Linked DNA regions of Gossypium hirsutum: region 1 is linked to region 2. Evidence: chromatin contacts called from public Hi-C data. All regions are on one chromosome and are shown on one strand. Each heading gives the region's core, a stretch centred on a gene start, on an enhancer-like site or on the middle of the called end of the contact. The rest is flanking DNA. Distances are from core to core; before and after follow the strand shown. Region 1 holds the start of LOC107922371 (ADP-ribosylation factor 2). Region 2 holds the start of LOC107922289 (OVARIAN TUMOR DOMAIN-containing deubiquitinating enzyme 4).

Region 1 (3,249 bases), core at 471-2,970, 180 kb after region 2:
GCTATTAAATCTAATGTTATACGAAGGCAGAAACAATAGAATCCGAAGCCACTTAACAGCAATACAATTCAAGCATAACCAGTAACCGGGGAAACAAAGGTGGTTCCACTTAAAATTTAACTTGCATACCTCAGTCAACATTCTATGCAATTCATCCCTAGCCTCAACAACACGGTCTCTGTCGTTGCTGTCAACCACGAAGATGAGACCCTGTGTATTCTGGAAGTAATGCCTCCACAACGGACGAATCTGCAAGATTAAGAATGAAAAACTGGGGCATTATTGACTAAGCATTACTTAGACACCACAACATGTAAAGATCCCCTAACTATCACTGCATCAAAAATTAAATAACATTTGAACTATTGCTGAAATAATAGGGAAACATAAAAGGAGAAAACACATACCTTGTCCTGACCACCAACATCCCACACAGTGAAACTGATGTTCTTATATTCCACAGTCTCCACATTAAATCCTGCAAAGGAAAACCATGACTAGTTAAAAAGATAAAGCTTGAGATGGATTAATAAAATCACAAGCCTGAAGAAATTCAAAGTACTATACAAATCACAATATGAAATATTAGCACTATGGTCCTCTAACTAGAGGTCACATGCTTCAAAGCTAATTCCTAATTTTGGATCTAAAAATCATAGGTGTAAATCGGTTGCATTTGATTTATACATGTTTCAATATCAAGGCTCTAAACGTCTAACATCTCAATTCTCAAATATACAAAAACAATAATGATAGCATTGACAAAGGAAAAAAAAGTTTCTACCAAATGATACAAACCCTGAATGAAAATATATTATCTAAGATGCAATTAAAGTTCGAAGGACCAAGAAAGTTAGATATGCTCACCGATGGTTGGAATGGTGGTAACAATTTCTCCAAGCTTGAGCTTGTACAAGATGGTAGTCTTACCGGCTGCATCGAGACCCACCATCAAAATCCGCATCTCCTTCTTAGCAAAAAGCCGGCTAAAAAGCTTCGTGAATGTCAGCCCCATTTCTCTTCCCTAATTGCTGATCCCTAAATATTACAATATTTTAAATATATTATTTCAAAAAAAAAAAACTCAAGCGTACCATTTTCCCAATCAATAATCAGATTTCGGTAAACCAAATAGATCTGAAGGTAGAGGTGCGAAGAATCAATACCATTATACCATTTCCACGGTTACCATCGAGAATTCAGTATATATACACACATAAATGGAGAAAATGAAAAACAATAAATCTAGAATACTTCATCGCCTAGATTTTCAGATAAGAGAGGAAAGCGACTAGATTTCTCAAAATTCGATCGACTGACAAGACATGAGGAAAGCAAGCATTCACGCAACGAATCGTTCATAACCAACAAAGTTTAAAGTAAAATGAAAGGATTTCAAAGCCTCACATCCAAACTAAAACAAAGAGAGCGCATTGAATTGGTTTCTTTACATTTACAACTTGCGAGATCGAAAGGAAAAATCGAAACAGAGAGATCGAAAGGAAAAATCGAAACAGAGATTAGAATGGTTATATACCTTTGGAGAAAATCGCAGAGAGATTTTGAATTTGATTTTGAAGCAAATGGAAGAAAGAGAGGCAGAGAGAGCTTGAGACCAAAGCAAATTAATTAATTTATTTATGAAGGAAAAGGCGGGCTGCACCCGCACCAGATACTTTTCCCCATCATTTCACATAAAATAACAAAATTGCCCCCGCGTCAAATTTCGCGTACCAATTGCATTCAGTTATGGACACCGCCACTGTTGCTTACACTATCCGAGTGGCCCAGCTTTCCCACAAGATATTTTTTATTTAGGTTTAATTGTGTTTTCAGCGCTACATTTTTTTTATATTTAAAATTTAATCTTTATACTTTTGATTCCTAGAATTTAATATTTCCACTCTTTTGATTTAGTAATTAAATTCCAATTGACAATATTTTAAAAGAAATCTATTAAATTAGATTTTATGGCACTTCTTTTAGAAATTGCTCAATGGTCAATTTAAATGTGATGACCAGATTTTAGCCAGTGTCAAAAAATGTGGTTTCAGAATCTAATTTTACAAACCAAGCCCATGAAATTATGAATAGAAGGATTTACTCATTTAGAATGAAAGGCATTTGTGGACAGTCAAGTAATTAAATCGAGAAAATCATCAATTATAATATAGGGACTAAATTGAAAAGTGTAATCGCTATTAAATTTTAATTTAGAAAATACTTGAGGACTCAATTAAAATTTGTGAAATGGATCTAATGTTAACCATTAATGTTTCATAAGTTAGTGGATGAGACCAATCCTTTCCATCCATTTTCCTTATGTTAAATAATGATCATGACCATTTATTTAGTTAATTAAGTAAGATTTGTTCCTTAATTAAGTTTAATCATTCTATTATCTAAGAGTATATGACAAGTGAGTGGGGAGAGAGAAGAGAACATTCATTCTTCTCTCCCAAATTGTCGTCCAAAGCTTGAAAGAAAGAACAAAATTTCCCTTTTACTTCCTTTTGCATTTCGATCCAAAATTGAATAAGGTTATTTGAGCTTAATCTATCATACCCAAGTTTTAGATTATCAAATTTCTAAGTATATGCTAAGTTACCATTAGTAGGTTTTTGTGGAATCAAGCTTGATAATGTTAAGAATTGTTGATTAATAAACTTAGGTTATGTTAGGACTAAGTTTAAAAGTGAAAAGCGTAGGATTTGATTAGAAATTGTACTAAGCTATATAGTTCATATATGACATTCAAGACTAAATTGGAAAGTTGTTAAGAAATTAAGCTATAGATTACAAATAAAAGGTCCCTAATGAAAGAATATGAAATTGGATTTTGATTCAATACTAAATTTTGAGAAATAAGATCATTTCAGATATTAGGTCTTATAGGGACTAAAATGAATAAAATACAAACTATGTTAAATTATTTTGTTTTCATGTGTTTGTGTGAAACTAATATTATTTCCATTATTGAATTTATCGTACGTAATTAAAGACCACATTGGGCATCTTGAGATAAAGGAAAGGCGAAGGCCATAGACGAGTAACCTATTCTGGTTTGTGCTTTCATGAATTTGAATTCAATTTATAGCCGATTAAGTACTAATTTGACTAAGATAAAGATTGTTACTTGTCTCACGATTGGTAAGAATTTTATGCCATGGTGAAATGTTGCAATGTGATGAAAGTATATGTGTTTGTATGCATATTGTGTTTTGAAGCAAAAATATGACTATGAAATAA
Region 2 (3,128 bases), core at 530-3,029:
ATGAAAGAAATCATAGACCAAGTAGTAATCTTCGTTTTTTTTTATTTTGGACCAGCAAGTAGTTATCTGGAACTAAATGTATCTTTCACTTCAACCACATACAGACATACATATATATATGTATATATAATTGCATGGGGCATAAATATTAGCTGATAAGCATATCCTGAGAAAAGAAAACTCACTGTAGGACATGTGAGCACATTAGCAGCTCAGGTTCTCCTCCCCAAATATGAGGCTGCCGCATCTGCACAACATAGTTGTCAAAATCACCCTCAAGGAACCTGCAAAAAGGTGTCAAGACTTACTTTCTTGTAGTGTCAATGAATTGAAATTTGAAAGGGAGATGCTAATCAAGAAATTTTTTCAGCTTATCTCAGGAGATACCCCTAATTGTCCTACTTACTAGCAGAACCAATAGTTCAAGCTTTACTAACAACCAAGTAAAAGATATGCAGTCCTCTTCAACAACTTAATAGATCTTCCCAAAGAAGAAAAGCTTACCATTCAGTGTCTGCCCGCCTCTTGATGAATTCATCAACAACCTGTCAGGACATGTAATCTTTTATTGTAAGGAGAAAAATGTTCAAAGTAGTAGAAAAGGAAGCTGCACTTGGTTGATTGAGGGCCAATACAAAGTTAAAGCAGAAAGACATGAAAATGGATTGCATAGAAACAAAATTCCCTAGGGCTGAATGTATATGCCAAAATGAACTTAAAGCAACAAAGACATCTGCAGCTAACAAAAAAATGAAAAGGGATTGCATAAAAAAAATTAAATTTCCGGAAAACCCATCAGTAGCAAGTACAACTAAAAACCAATTGATGCTTCATATAAAAGAGTAAAATAGAAAAGAAATGTACTTTATCTCTGAGTTCATCAGCAAGATCTTTCTGACAGCTCTCACTTGGGGACTGCTTCCCTGACCTCAGCCAGGCACCATGAATTACTGACCGGAACAAACATCTCCCATCACCAGGAATGCCTGCATTCAACAAGCTAAAATCTCAAACACATGCATTATGCCAAAAGCATATAGTTTTCCAATCATGAATAAGTTCGAACATAAAATGGGTTTGGTGCATATGGAGTTAGACACAAAGCATGTATTTCAGTCGATCATAAATAAATTTACCGCCCAAACAATATCCATAACATTATCAAGAAATTAATGGAAGTGAAGAAGACAACTATTCAATTTCTAGCTAAAATGCTATCAAGTTCTTTGTTCAAACTTTCAAAAGATTAAGTAATTATAAAAAAAAGGACCTTCGCCGAATTCCATAATAATTGCAACAATGAACGACCTCACAATTTCAGAAGGTAATGAAAGGGCAAGAAAGAAGAGAAAACCATTATTAATCCAAACAAGTATGAAAGCCAAAATACAAGATCATCACAAACAAGTCACGCCGTCCAAGACGAAGTAAAGAATCTTACTTAAAAAAAATAAAATTCACGAAGTAAAGAATCTAATTTTGCAACAAGAGGAAAAATTTGCAAATATACAAAATCAAGATAAGGTGGGAATTGGAAGGTTACCAATCCAAGTTTCCTGTTTAGGCATTCGTTTCATATTTTTTTAAACTAAATTTGAAAAGAGAGAGAGAGAGAGGAAAATCCTGAAAATCAATCAATCGACGAACAGTGCGGTTTTTGTGCAGGTAAAAAGAAAAGATTTACCGGTGAATAAAATTGGAGAGGGAGGTTGAAAGTGATGAGAGAATAATTTTCATTGTTTGTGGTTGGATGGCCAAGTTTAGGGAATCCCATTCCACTTCCATGCTTTTCCTCCTGTTTTTTTTCATTAATAATTACACAAGCAGAGAAGAGAGGATAGTAATACGTGGCCATTTATGATTTGTTGACATGAGGGCGACCAAATTGCAATTGCTTATTGTAACCGTTAAACTATTATTCCCGCTAAAATTTATAACTGCCGTTCTTTTGGCTGCCTGTTCCATTTGAACCAAAAAAAGTTAATTTCTGCTATTAGTGCCTGTATTTTGAAACATTTATAGATTTAATCCTTATACTTTTATTTGGTCATTTTTGGTCCTTTACTTTTTAAATTTTTAAATTTTAGTCCTCACCAAATAGTAACTGTTAAATTCATTAAGTAAAGTTTTGCTATTTCTAAAATATGATGAATCAAACATATTATCATATGTGTATTACCATTTCAACTTATTATTTTTACATATTACTCATTAAAAATCTAGTTAATGGATTAACGACTGTTATTTGCGTCAAGACTAGAATTTCAAAATTCAAAAAGCATAGAGACTTTAAATGATCCAATTGGGGAAAATAGACTAAATCTATAATTGTATGCTTAGTACAAGATTTGTAATTGAATTTAACCTTACATATTTAATTGCTACAATTTGGGTTAAAGCTAAAAATTTGAAAAGTAAAGGACTAAAATTGACCAATTTGAAAAATATAAGGACTGAAATTGAACAAATAGAAGTAGAAGGACTAAATATACAACATTCATAAAATATAAGGAATAATAACAAATTTAACCAAAAATAGTAGTGAGCCAGCGTCTTCGGTACGCTTTCTCGTCTTCAACTTTCTGTCTTGTAGTTGACTTTTGTTGGATTTATGACTTTTGTTTTTGACTTAATATAAAAATTACTTCTAAATTATATTTGATTTTCTATTTCATACTTAATTATTTTGTTTTTATGAGAAGTCGATACCTCTGACAGTTAACAAATAGTTAACTATGTTGAATGATTACGTGAACCGAGGCAAAATAAAAAGTGACGTCATTATTTATTCTAAAAATTATATTATATGAACTAATCATCATTTAATGAGTTGACTAAAACTTTACGTGTGATCTAAATTCAAGTCGAGTTAGTTGCGTTGCTGTTAGGTTTTGCTGCTATTTTATAATTCACCAAATATATATAATGAAATATATGCTTCGAAATCAATTAATAATAATATATGTGATATTAAAATAAAAATATTAATATATATAATTGATTAAGGTAATAAATTGTGCATATAAATAAATTAAAATAAAACTTAGTTGAGTGGTGAATTTAAAAATTTTTCAATTAAGTTGGTGTCCGATTGACTCGTGACACCAACTCAATCAGGAATGTTTTAA

The links. A called contact is a pair of places that touch in the nucleus more often than the background predicts.
Region 1: a Hi-C map of leaf shows a contact between it and region 2, with 1.5 times the contacts expected there. The contact joins the promoter of LOC107922371 here to the promoter of LOC107922289 in region 2. A contact is called at or near these places in 2 of 34 Hi-C or Micro-C datasets (both in leaf).

What each region holds. Positions count from the first base shown.
Region 1 is chrD01:50,656,194-50,659,442 of Gossypium_hirsutum_v2.1, forward strand. LOC107922371 (ADP-ribosylation factor 2) reads right to left here and starts at 1,721. Exons shown (of 7, transcript XM_016852369.2): 1 at 1,538-1,721; 2 at 868-1,038; 3 at 408-478; 4 at 130-249. The coding sequence starts at 1,015.
Region 2 is chrD01:50,474,382-50,477,509 of Gossypium_hirsutum_v2.1, forward strand. LOC107922289 (OVARIAN TUMOR DOMAIN-containing deubiquitinating enzyme 4) reads right to left here and starts at 1,780. Exons shown (of 6, transcript XM_016852257.2): 1 at 1,544-1,780; 2 at 865-986; 3 at 505-545; 4 at 186-284. The coding sequence starts at 1,577.